Linked DNA regions of Mus musculus: regions 2 and 3 are each linked to region 1. A link is a contact called in public Hi-C and HiChIP or PLAC-seq data. All regions are on one chromosome and are shown on one strand. Each heading gives the region's core, a stretch centred on a gene start, on an enhancer-like site or on the middle of the called end of the contact. The rest is flanking DNA. Distances are from core to core; before and after follow the strand shown. Region 1 holds the start of Cenpa (centromere protein A). Region 2 holds the start of Ift172 (intraflagellar transport 172). Region 3 holds the start of Dnajb6 (DnaJ heat shock protein family (Hsp40) member B6).

Region 1 (4,403 bases), core at 1,846-4,345:
GGCAGAGCAGTGTGTAGAGACTGGAGACACTGGAGACACTGAAGACGGAGAGGGAGGACCCTGCTCGACTTTGGTTGTTGTTGCTGTGATAAACACCACCTCCAAGACCTACCTGGAGAGGGAAGGGTTGATTTGGCTTATATGTCACTCACCGTCCATCAGCAGAAGCCAGGGCAGGAGCTCAAGGCAGGAATCTGGAGGCAGAATCCTTGGAGGAATGCTGCTTACGGCCTGCTCCCCTATCTTTAAATCCAGATAGGAGGTGGTGGGCTACAGTGGACTTGGCCCTCTGACAAAGATAAGCAATTAAAAAAAAATGCTTAACAGACATGGCCACAGGCCAGCCAGTTTGATAGAAGTAATTGCTCAGTTGAAGTTCCTCCTTCCTGGGTTTGTATCAGGCTGTCAACTGAAGCTAGCTATGATGGGCCATAACTAAAAGATAAACTACAAATGGCTGCCTCCTCCCCACCCCACCATTTTCGAGATCTGGGCTTTTGGGGGCTAGAGGGTGATGTTAACAGGTACACACTCACAGAAAATGAAGGCAACACAACTAGAGACCACCAAAGAATGTGACTAACACCAGAAGGAAAAGGAGCCAAAACCAAGAATCAAAATAAACTATACTCAAGGAGTTTGAATAGCGAGAGAACTGAATGCCGTGCCGTGTGCGATCCATCGCTGAGAGGCAGAGGTAGGAACCTCCACTGGGCTACATGGAGAGAACTTATTCTCTCCCAGAAAAGAAAGATTTTGAGAAATAGAAGAGGAAGAGAACTCCAAGACTCATGATACACAAACAGGTGTTTATGAAACGGAAGTGATCAGAGATGACCTGGAAAGAACTGCATTCAAACACCCTGAGGCTGGGTCTCAAAGGTCAACGTTAGCAGGTGGGAGCCCGAGAATTTCAAGCAGGACTTACACACTAAAGCTCTCTCCAGTCAGGCCCACAGGCCCTCACCTACAGTTCCAACACCTGGAATACAGAGACAGGGTGTCCTGAGCTCAGGGTTAGCCTGGGACACATGGATGTCACTGTCACACACCTAAAATGGTTTTATTTTATTCTATGTGTATGTGTATCTGTTTTGCCTATGTGCATGTCTGTGTGTGTGCAGTACCTGCAGAGGCCAGAAGGATCCCCTGGAAATGGAGTTACAGATGGCCGTGAGCTGTTATGTAGCAAGAACAACACAAAGTCCCTTACAGCACAAAAGGGAGATATGTCTAAGGGCCCACATAAAAGAAGGGTTGGTTGACTTGGGAAAGGAGGGGGCACCTAGCAAGGCCTGAGGCTGAATGGAGAGGAAGGAGGGGGGAATAAAAAGCACCAAATGGCTGGAAGAACAAGGTCAGCAGACAAGGGCAGTAGGAGAGCCAAGAAGTGGGCGCAGCTGATGTAAAACTTTTCCCTAAGATAAGAGTAATGGAAGGTTGCTTCTACACTGGAAGTCCACATCGAACATCAGCTCTGGTCGAGCGGTACAACCATGACCACATTATTCCCTTAGGGGCTCACCATACCTCAATGAGAAATAGAATGTGGTGGTGCATGCCTTTAATCCAAGCACCAGAGAAGCAGAAGCAGGCATGTAAATCTAATTCTAAGTCCTTCCTTACCCCCCTTTTTATTAACAAGCTGCTGGCATTAAGCTAGGTAGGTTCTGAGATATTCTTTTTTTTTTTTTTTGAGGCAGGGTTTCTCTGTATAGCTCTGGCTGTCCTGGAACTCACTTTGTAGACCAGGCTGGCCTCGAACTCAGAAATCCGCCTGCCTCTGCCTCCCGAGTGCTGGGATTAAAGGCGTGCGCCACCGCGCCCGGCGGTTCTGAGATATTCTAACCCGGCTAGGCTGCTGTTACCAGGCTATATGACCCATTATTTGCCATCTGATCTTGCCCTGGCTCTCTCTGGTCCATGTGGGTCCTCATGGCTGCTCTCTTATCCAGACCTCATGAGTAATCCTTCTTCACCCACATGGTCTCTCCATCTCTTCTTCTCACCTGGTCTCTTCAGGACCCTCTGATTGGGAACAGAAGTCCCACTCTTCTTTCTTCTGCCCAGCCAATTGGTTGATCAGCTCATTAACCAATCAGAGGTGATGGAAAACAGTTTTTACATCACATTGAGGCAGTGTCTGGATTGTAACCAGATCTCAGAAATAGTTCCTGAATACACACTGCATACAACCATCCCCAACACAGGCAGAGATCTGTGAGCTCTAGGCTAGCCTAGTCTACATAGCACGTTTCAGGTCAGCAAGCCAAGGCTACACACCGATACATACCGAGTTCCCGTCTTAAAAAAAAAAGGGTCGGGGAGAGGGTTGGGGATATAGTTCTGTAGTAGAACCCTTGCCTAACATACACGGAGTCCTGGGTTCCATCTCTAGTGCTGCAAATAAATAATAAAGAGTAGGAGTTAGAAAGCTGGTTCAGCTGTTAATAGCCCAGGCTGCTCTTCCAGGGGGGCCGAGTTCTCTTCCTAGCACTCTAAAAAAAAGGGCAGCTCACAACTGTAACTCCGGCCCCGGGGTTCCGACGCTCTCTTCTGGCCGTCGCCAGAGCACGAACACAAAATAAATGCAAAATACATGCAAAGTAAATAAATGCAAAAAAAGACCCCGTGTCCGTCAGAATGAGTTTGTCTTTGCTCCAACTCCTTGTCTTGTCTGCATTTCGTTTTTCTCCCTGCTGTAAACCGGTCAGGAACAAACAAGCAAACAAACAAACAAATAAACAAAAAAACCATTACCCCTACGCGAGGTTAGCGGCAAGCCGTGACCAGGAACCGTCCCTCTACAGGCCCGGCCCCACAGGATGACCGCACCGGCCTCGGAGGTGCAGGGCAGGCTCGCTTACCTACACTGGAGCTCTGTCGCGAGGGTCCAGGCGCCGGGCTGGAGGGTCTCCTCCTTGGGGTCTGCGGTTTGCGACGCGGGCCCATGGCTGGCCTCGAGGGGCCGGGTCCCGCCGCCTTCCCTAAGCCTTCTTGGTCCTGCTGCCGAAACCGAACGCGAGCAAGCCCAAGGTGCGCGTCAGGACCGCCAGAACTCGGTCGCCAGCAGTTCAAAAAATCACCCGCCCCTCCCACCGCATCTTTTAAATCCCAACTTTGTGACTCTCAGTGGCTGGTTCTGGAAAGCCAGCGTGGAGCGACATCCAGATAAACCAATGAGAATAAAGGTCTGAAGCCAATGGGTACTTGAAGACGGGAAGGAAGGCAGGATTTCCCCACCCTTTTCCTGTTGATCTCTTTTTCAGATGCCCTCTGGGCAGGACGGCTCAGTTCTTACGTGGGTGGTGGGTTTGTAGAGCTCACTTCCTCAAAAGTTTTATGCTTTTCTATCAAACGTTGAGGTGGCTTTAAAAATACGGAAACAGATGCCCAAGAATGTGACAGCTCCACACAGCACCCGTGACACTCCTGAAAGCAACCAGCAAATATGATTCAGAAGCCTGGTTAACTGCATGACCTTTTCAGAAGATAGGGTCGTGGGGACAGCCAGGACGGAGGAATCTGAGGACAAGGTCCAGGCAGGGCAGGCGCCAGCACTATTATTGGACCATGCTATCAAACACAATGACAGAATTGCCTGAGAAAAAAACCGGCTTTTCCTTTTCTCCCGGGAGTAATATGAATTCAGGTCATGGCTCCGTAATTAGAATAAAGAGAATTTCGTCATTTTGCTTTTTTGAGTTTTCTAAATGATCTATCATGAACGTGTACTCTAATCAGGAAAATACTTATATAATCAGTGGTTTCATAGAAGCCTGGTGGAACATTGGGGTGGGTGGTGTAAAATGGCACAGCTGCTATGGAAATGTGTCATGGTTCGAATCTGAAATGTCCTCCAAAAGTTTGGTGTCCTCTGTGCAGCAGTGTTCAGAGGTTGGGCCACAGGTGCTCTGACTTCATCTGTGTATTCCTTTAATCCCAGCACTTGGGAAGTAAAAGCAGGTTTGTTATAAGGACAGGGCCAGTAGACCTACATAGTGAGTTCCAGACTAGTCAGAGCTATGAGCAAGATTTTATCTTATTTATTTTATTTTATTTTTGTCTCAAATAAACAAAAGACCAACAACCAACTCGTTCAATCTCCAGTATTTTACCAACAGACATGAAATTTAAACATAGAATTACTATATGATCCAGAAGTCCATATATATATATATGAAGACATCAGGATCCTCAGCAACTGTTAATTAGTCAGATAATATCCGTGTATGAAGTCTGCTCTAGACAGATAGCCCTTTAGTAAACTAGAAGGAGAAAGCTAGATTGAGGACAGACTCTACGATTCATAAGAAACTGATGATACTACCTATATAACTGTAATGGTGTGTGGGTTAAGGCATAAGAGGAGGGTAGTGCTTATTAACGTACGTAGTTTTGCA
Region 2 (4,284 bases), core at 808-3,307, 620 kb before region 1:
CACTAGGTCCTCGCTAGGGGCCCCATGTCACCTGCATCAGGACTATTGGCACTCACTAGCTGCCCCTACAGCTTGCCTCTGGGCCTCAGAGAGGGGTGTTTCTGCCCGGGTTGCCCTCCTTCAGTGAGTCAGAAGAACCTTCTGGGCCTAGAGGCAGACGCTGCATTGCACTATTCCAGTGTCTTCCACGGAGCCTCTGGGGCTCCTCCCTCACCTGGCAGCCCCTCCAGCTGCTGGTGATCTCACCCCTGGGACATTTTTCCAATAAAGGTTCTGGACAAACTGGAACTGACTGGTTCCTGTATGGTATGCTGAAGACATCTCTACACCTTGTCAGTTCTTCTCAGGCCTCCACCAACCTGAAAGGACAGAGTCTTGATAAGATGTTTGCGTCAGTGTAACAATGTATTCATCTAAGATGGGCGGGGAAAGACAAAAGGGGAGGGGATGAAAGCCAAAGGCCTCCCTTCTTTGTCTTTGCTGAATGAGAAGAGAGAAAATGAGAAGTCACAGTTTTCATACCAACAGAAACCAGGCCATGTCATATAAAAGGGCCAGTAGATTTTTTTTTTATCTTTGTTCAGGACCTTGTGCATACTAAGCAAATATTCTACTGTTGCGCTATATAACCAATCCCTTCCCTGCACTTTTGACTCCAGCACTCACTTTGGGGAAATGGTCAGAAGGGCTGAGCTGTCTTAGGAGCTGACAGGAGAGCAGCCACCACTAATGTGCCCTTGGTGCCATGTGTTCTCACCCCGGGCACACCAGTGCCTCGTCTTTGTTTTCTTTTTCATCTATGTCTTTGTTCATTCAAAGTTAATAATAATTGTAATCCATAAATGAGTTTATATTTATACTCTAACATATCCAGAGGATTCTAGAAATAAAGCTGAGGGGTTTGGATGCCCCTATCAAAAAAAGTATAATTTGAGTTCTGGGACCTATTTGTTACCTGTGAAAAAAGGGAATCTGTCCCCTTCTGATTCTTAATTTTCTAGAGGGATGTGGTGGCAGGAAGAGAAATACTCGTTACCATTGGCAACTGCAGTGCGCTCAAGGCTTTGGGCCCAGCATTTGCCTGGGGGGCATATGCTATGCTTTTAGGGGGGGATAGGGCTTGCCCACCTTGGGTCATTTAGAGAAGGCCTATGACTAACGTTTCTGCATTTCATTCTGTCTCTTGATCTTTTGGGAGAAACAAGAACAAAAATTATTGAAAGGATCCCAAAGAAGATGGTATCTTTTTTTGCTTAACTAATCACAACCACAGGTGTCATGCAGCTCTAAACTAGGAGGGGAACCAAGCTCTGGTCTGCCTCCTGCACTGTCCCATAGAGACATCTGGGTTTCAGGAATCTGCCTTGAACTCAATGACCAAACAGGGTGCCTTTTCTTTCCCTAGCCAGTGCTTCCAATATATCCACCATATCCTGGATAATTTCCTGAGACTGTGTTTCAGAGTAGAGAAGTTGGGCATGGAGACAATGAGTTGAGGAGAGTTGAGCCTTCTTACGGGAATTAAAAGGTTATTAGCTGTGGGTTAAATGCCGGTTCCACCCTTTACAAGCTGTTTTAACTTTGGCGAGTAACTCCTTTAATCTGCCTCCTGTTGGGTAAAATGGGTCTGTACCGCTGCTGAATTCAAACACAGTGCCAAGTATATCCTTGAGCTTTCACTGTTATCTGTCAGTATTGAGTGGCCTCCCGCAAGTCACCTAAGTTTTGGGATGACGTGAAGATTTCAGCTCCGCGAATTGTCTTTTGCCTCTCGTAGCACCTGCCTTGCTCTCCTCCAGAGTTTAAGCAACTAAAGCACATCTGGCCGGGTAGGACAATAAGAAAACGTAAGGATATGGTGACGTAGAATCCGGAGAGGACCGAAGACTTGTGGGCGGAGGTTTGCGTTAGGTTTGCATGCAGCCACAGGATTGGTCGCGGAGAGAATTCCACAACCCCTCTTATGGGCCCGCCTTAGGACTCACTGCGCTTGCGCACGTCCTGTTCGCTCCGTCGCGAACCCACTACGTGACCTTATGACGTATGTCGCACTCACGTTGCCTGTGCGTCAGCGGTTAGCGCCGCCGATGCTTGGCGGGTTGTCCAGGTAACCACGGGAGTTGTCTCGGTCAGTGAGCATCCGAGACCGGTGTACGTCATGCAGTTGAAGCACCTGAGGACCCTGCTGAGCCCTCAGGTGAGGAATCGCATGCCTCTTCCATTCCCAGGCCACCAGGCGTTCAAAAAAAAAAAAAAAAAAAAAAGTAAGGGAACATAAGTTCATACTTTTTGAGCGTCTACTTTGTTCAGAAGACCGTGAAAGCTCTTTCAGCAGGCGACATGCATCACTAACGACTCTAAGCTTTCTTTGCATGACATTACATCAGTTGAGTGCCAGGCCCCAAGCTTAGGCTCTCCGGGATCACCCGCATTACGCGTCAAGGCTCTTTTTGGAAGGAGAGGCGCATATATAGTCAACCTTCATAAGTCTACACAGGATGAAATGAGCACTTTAGATATAAACCCTAAAAAAAGGTAGAGCAGAAGCTGAACCCTCTTTTGGATTGTGAAAGTGTGTCTCCTCAGAAGCAGAAGAGGCTGGGTGGGCGCTGGAGGAGGAGCCCAGAGACATAAACGAAGATTATGTTTGGTTTGGGCGTGAAGAGGACAGAGTCTCTGTCTTAGCTTAGCTCCAACACTGACTTGACCAAATGGTATTTCTGGCTTTAACCATCACCATACGCAATCATTCTATCACTAGCTTCTTCATCTGGTAAAGAAAAGGCGCAGGGAGAGCAACTGTAAGCGACTTAGGAGAATGTTAAATAAAGTTCTACACAGAACAGAATCTTATAAGCCTTGGTAGCCCAGGCTAGTAATCTCAGCAATTGTGGAGGTAGGAGGATCAGGAATGCAAGGCCATTCTTAGCTACGTGGAGAGTTCAAGGCCAGCCTGGGCTACTTGAGACTCTTAGGAGAGGGGGTAGGGGAAGGGAGAGAAGGGAAGGAAAGGGGAGGGGAGAAAAGGGGAGGGGGAAGGGGAAAAGGGAGAGAGGAGGGAAGGGAAGGGGAGGGTAGGAGAGAGAGAGGGGGGAGGGGAGAGGAAGAGGAAGAGGAAAGGCCTGTGAGCTGGCTCACTGGCTAAGGTACTTGCCACTAAGCCTGACCTCCTGAGTTTGAGCCCTGTGACCCACACAGTGGAAGGAAAGAGCCAGCTTGTGCAAGTTGTCCCACCCCACTCAAAATGTAAGGAAAAAGTTTTAAAGAGCATAAGAAAACTGGAAAGCCATAAGAAGGATGATTGACAAGAGAGAAAGGCATTCCAAAGTGAAAGGACAGGCTAACACAACACAGATAAGAAGGTTGGCTATGGGGGAAATGACTCATCACCAGCGTGGGAAACTGAGTTCAGATCTCCAGCATCCTCTTCAGAGCCAGGTGCACCTGTAATCTCAGTGTTTCGAAGGTAGACAGGTGGTCCCTAGAGTTCTAGTCCTAGAACTGGAATTACGAGCTTTCAGTGCAATGAGAGACTCTGTCTTTCAAAAAGTAAGATGGAGAATGACTGTGAAAACACTTGACCTCTGGTCTCTACATGCACACATAGACAGGCCCATATAGCAACATCCTCCCGACACACACAGACAGACAGACAGACAGACTCCCTTACCTGATTGTGCTGTTACATGCCTGTAGTCTTAGAACCTAGGAGGCTGAGGCAGGAGGATGGCTGTGAGCTCAAAGCCAGTTTGAATATGTAGCAAGAACTTCTTTTTAAAAAGTAAGAGTAGCAAGCATAATGGCTCATGCCTGTAGTATGAACACTCAGGAGCAGGAGGTAGATTTCTGTAAGTTCAATGCCAGTCTGCTCTACACAGCGAGTTCTAGGCTACACAGAGAGATCCTGTCTCAAAAATTAATTCTAAGAATAATATATGGCAGAATTAAGCCATCAATACATATACCATTAGACATTAGAATTACAGCTTATATAGTCAAACATACATGGATTCAAATATTGCATCTGCCATCTAAAAACTGTCTATATAAACCTGAGCAAGTTTCTTAATTTTCAATGCCTCAGTTTCTCCGTATGTAAAATGGGAATAATAATAGCTTGTACTTCAGAGTTATGAGATGTGGTACTTAATAGGTGTCAAGCATTTATGAAAATGCCTGCCTGGCTCCATTTCACTTAATCCACAAGGCAGATAGCCAGGGCACTTACTGTAGAGAGAAGAGAACTCACTGATTGTGGTACTCAGGAATATTTGCAGACAGTAG
Region 3 (4,279 bases), core at 846-3,345, 930 kb after region 1:
GATGGTGTCCTGGGTAAATTTAAGACTTAACATACAATCATTTTCAAAGTGTCAGTTTTTAAGAATCCTGCAAAGCAGAACCAAGTCGAAAGGACAATTCTGTTCTATTTGCTTGTTCTTTAGAAAGGCATCAGACAAGGTCTAAAAGTACACGCACATCCTTGAGTATTAAATAATGTAAAAGGCACACGCTATCACACCAATAGTGGACAGGGATAACAAAGTGCCTTCTTTACAATTCTAAAGATGTGGCTGGTGCAGAGGGTGCACACCTTTTTTTAATCCCAGCAGGAGGCAGAGTTCTGTGTTTGGTATCAGGCTGCTATTCAAAGTGAGTTCCAGGACAGCCAGGGGTACACAAAACAATACCAAAAAAGTTTGCAAGCCGGGCGTGGTGGCACACGCCTTTAATCCCAGCACTTGGGAGGCAGAGGCAGGTAGATTTGAGTTCAAGGCCAGCCTGGTCTACAAAGTGAGTTCAGGGACAGCCAGGGCTACAGAGAAACCCTGTCTCAAAAACAAACAAACAAACAAACAAAAAGACAGGCATGGTCTGCCTGGGCAAGAGTGAAGAGAAGACTGAAACTTCCAAGTCAACCATACCTACAAAAGGCAGCATTTCTTCCCATATTTCTTTCATGTTCTTCCTAATTCCAAAGCTCCACCCAAGTGTGTGTACTGATGACACCGTAATCACACACCGGAGGGCAATTCGGCCTGTGGTGGCGATATCCCAAAGTACAACAAAGGAGTCCTTCCAGGAATCAGTAAGTCTACTGTGGGGTTTACTTTACAAACAAGAACAGACTAAGTTCAAATATCAGGGCGCTTGTTCTTTAGGTTGTTCCCTCCTCTGGCTTTTATGTCCAATATTTCTACTAAAACAGTTGCCTTAAAGTTGGTATCACTTCCCTAGCAAGCTGAGCGTCCTGAGATTCTACGGCCTAGAATGCGTAAACCCTAACCACAAATCTAAGGTTCAAATAAAGACGTTACAAAAAAACCAAAGTGGCTGCACTGGGCAGGCACTCCCCACCTTAGAAGGTGGGACCATCCCCACCATTCCCTTTCAACGGTTCACATACAACTTCTTCGGTAACAAAGCTTTTAAAACTTGACAAACCCCTCCTGTTTAAAAAAAAAAAAAAAAACTCCATCTCCAAAGTTTTTAAGACCTTTTAGTTTGCAGTGCAGAGTTCCTTGTCAACACAACCGAAGTAAATTAAGACTTAGTGTAAACTCCAGTTACATAAACTTTGTTACGTAAACCACAGCAAAGCAACCTTCGAGGCCAACATCAAACTAGTTTTAAAAGTAAGCTGAGCCAGGCGGGTCGCCTAGCAAACTTCCCAACAGTCCCTGGAAACCGCCTTGGCCTTCCCACCCGGCCCCCTTCGCTGCCTGGAGGCCTGGGCCGGTGATTGCGCCTTCCATGGGAGTCCTGCTCTTCGCAGGCCACCTGACCCCTTGCTTGCAGAATGCAGTGAGGACGCCAGGACTGGGTGACACCAGCCTTGCCTACTCCTGGAGCTCTGCGGCCGACCTAGCGCGTGCCGGACCCAACCGCCACCTTCGACCAGAGAACTAGGGAAGCGGACCGCAGCTAAGCCCCGAGCTAGGCCTGACCAAGAACGGCAAACGCTCTCCACAGACCCAATCTACAACCGGCCCAGACCAGGAACACCTTAAGCCCCAGACCTAGACACAAGACTACAGCCTAGACTGGAACCCGTTCGGCCTTGTGAGCAGTACCGGCCCCACTGTCGACCCGGTTCCTGCACCCGTATTCCGGGAGCCAAGCGGGTTAGCCCATTCGCAGGCCTTCCCCTCCCGCCGTAGTCAACCCTGCTTTTCGCCGCGGCTCGCGGACCCTCACCGAGGACACGGCGGCCAGCGAGGAGGGAAGTCAGGCGGCCGGTCTCCTCGCGGCTGTGGCACAGCTGCGCTGGTGGCGGTGGCGGCGGCGGCGTCTCCTCGCGCTTTCCTTTCTCTTCTTTTCTCCAACAACAAACAGGAAGTGCGTCACGCGGTGGCGGCGCGGCCCGGCGACGTCGACTTCCGCCCGGCCCTGAAGCTAACGTGCGCAGCAGCCTCCGTGCGCGTCGGACTTGATAGCGCTGGTCTAGCGTTCCGGAAGATTCTCGGAGCTGAGGACGGTGGGATTCTGGAGGGTTTACATAGGCGAAGGTGGCTGAATAGGGCGGGAAGCGTCCCCTTGCGCAAGCTCTGTGCCTGGAGGGCTCTAAAGCCTGAGGCGACTGTAGCCGAACCAAGGAGCCTGCGTTTGCCCGGAAGCAGGCTGGGAGGAAGGACGCTCACAGCCTCTGACACAGTGGATTCGGAGATAAGGACCTGATAGCGTAGTATGACTCACACTCCTATGGACTTGGAGAATTGTGGTCCCGAGGTTCGGCCGACCCAACAAGCAGGCCCGACTTAGAGTGAACCGTGAGAGGCCTCATCATTACCAACTCGCAGTGCTGAATCCAGGGTCTAGATTTCAAACACGGTTATTTTAAAGATGTATTTACTTTTTGTATGTGAATGTACTGTCTTCGGACACACCCGAGAAGGACATCAGATCCCACAATAAGCTCCTGTCTCAATAAATCAATAAGCTCCTGTATAAATAAATAGACATTTAAATCCTCACCCCACCCCCACTTACACCCATAGGATGAGTAGTTTTTCATCTTGCCCAGTAAGTTTCAAAAGGTTAGCTAACACTGCACTGGAAAGTAAGAATGAAAGAGAACATATTGATCTCAGAATGTTATGGTTGGACGCCCACCTTCTCAACGCCTGAGAAGGACAAGCACAGAAGATGTGGAGACCCATGATCTGAAGTCACAGATCCTTGGATGCTCCCTCACATGTAGGATATACTCAACTCCAGATAGAACCCTCCAGAATGGCTCCTTGTCTCCTTGCTTCTGTTCTGCCCCCAAGGTTCCCAAACACTACACTTCCCCTTTTGTGAAACATAGAATTTGGCCAGATCTCTTTTCTAATTGACTTTCAGCCCTACAAGATGGCTGTCCAAGACTGAAATGAAAACTAAGCACAAAAGTTCCCGCCCTTTCCTTTACCTTCCTCCACCTCTCCTTCCACCTTTCTGCTCTCAATCTTACCCACTACCACCCTCAATGGCAGGAATCAAGGAGTCTGGCCTAGTGACGAGTGGAAGGTGTGTGTGCTTGCATACTCCAGGGCTGACAGCCCAGCAACCCAAGCTTTCTATTGAAGCAGCGCCGAAAGACAAAGCCAGTTATAAGGTAGAGAATAGGGAAAGGAGTCCCCTCGCCTCAGAGTCTGGCTGAAGCCTCTTGCCACATGACATTTAAGAATTCTAACACGCAGGGCAGTGGTGGCAAATGCCTTTAATCCCAGCACTTGGGAGGCAGAGACAGGCAGATTTCTGAGTTCCAGGCCAGCCTGGTCTACAGAGTGAGTTCCAGGACAGCCAGGGCTGCACAGAGAAACCCTGTCTCAGAAAAAAAAAAAAAAAAAAAAAAAAGAATTCTAACACAGGGTCTGAGGAGATGACTCAGTAAAAAACATTAGTTGCTCTTTCTAGAGGATCTGAGTTCAATTCCCAACACCCATATCAGGTGATCCACAACTGCCTAGTACTCCAGCTCCAGGGGATGTGATTCACTCCAGACATGTGCATGTTTGCATGTAGACCTAGTTTTATCTTTCCCCAGAGCTTTCAAAAGACCCATGATATTAAATCTATATTAAAGTCTTTTGGGGGCTGGGAATGAACACCTTGTTTGTTTGTTTGTTTATTATTATATCTAAGTACACTGTAGGTGTTTTCAGATGCACCAGAAGAGGGCATCAGATCTCATTACGGTTGGTTGTGAGGCACCATGTGGTTGCTGGGATTTGAACTCAGGACCTTTGGAAGAGCAGTTGGTGCTCTTAACCACTGAGTCATCTCTCCAGCCCCAATGAACACCTTATTAATCCCAGAATTTGGGAGGTAGAGGTGGAGGATCTCTGTGAGGTCAGTTCATCCAAGACTACAGAATATATAGAATGAGACTTCTGTTTTTAAAAAAAGCGGAAAAAAAAATGAAAAAAAAAATATAGGTCTCTGAAAAGAAATCCTCAGGCATCACTTCCATTTCCTGGTTTTTTGTTTTGTTTTTTGGTTTTTGATTTTTGTTTTTTTTTTTTTTGTTTTGTTTTGTTTTTTTTTTTGAGGCAAAGTCTTACTGTCTTGTTTGTGTAGACCTCACTGGCAACAACCTTGAGATAATCTTCTTGCCTT

What was found. A called contact is a pair of places that touch in the nucleus more often than the background predicts. HiChIP or PLAC-seq counts read pairs in DNA pulled down with a chosen protein or histone mark.
Region 2: a contact with region 1 is called in a Hi-C map of muscle stem cells, with 2.5 times the contacts expected there. The contact joins the promoter of Ift172 here to the promoter of Cenpa in region 1. A contact is called at or near these places in 1 of 39 promoter capture datasets (frontonasal cranial neural crest) and 1 of 484 Hi-C or Micro-C datasets (muscle stem cells).
Region 3: a contact with region 1 is called in an H3K27ac HiChIP or PLAC-seq map of thymic regulatory T cells, with 6 times the contacts expected there. The contact joins the promoter of Dnajb6 here to the promoter of Cenpa in region 1. A contact is called at or near these places in 4 of 39 promoter capture datasets (cranial neural crest, embryonic stem cells, neutrophils and 1 more), 1 of 115 datasets of contacts at active chromatin or transcription factors (thymic regulatory T cells) and 1 of 9 other capture datasets (liver).

Annotation. Positions count from the first base shown.
Region 1 is chr5:30,665,578-30,669,980 of GRCm38.p6, reverse strand. It overlaps Cenpa (centromere protein A), which reads right to left and starts at 3,095. Exons shown (of 5, transcript NM_007681.3): 1 at 2,868-3,095. The coding sequence starts at 2,952.
Region 2 is chr5:31,288,887-31,293,170 of GRCm38.p6, reverse strand. It overlaps Ift172 (intraflagellar transport 172), which reads left to right and starts at 2,057. Exons shown (of 48, transcript NM_026298.5): 1 at 2,057-2,197. The coding sequence starts at 2,159. Fndc4 (fibronectin type III domain containing 4) reads left to right here. Exons shown (of 7, transcript NM_022424.6): 7 at 1-929.
Region 3 is chr5:29,733,714-29,737,992 of GRCm38.p6, reverse strand. It overlaps Dnajb6 (DnaJ heat shock protein family (Hsp40) member B6), which reads right to left and starts at 2,095. Exons shown (of 8, transcript NM_011847.4): 1 at 1,877-2,095. Gm5129 (predicted gene 5129) reads left to right here and starts at 2,057. Exons shown (of 1, transcript NR_028426.1): 1 at 2,057-2,659.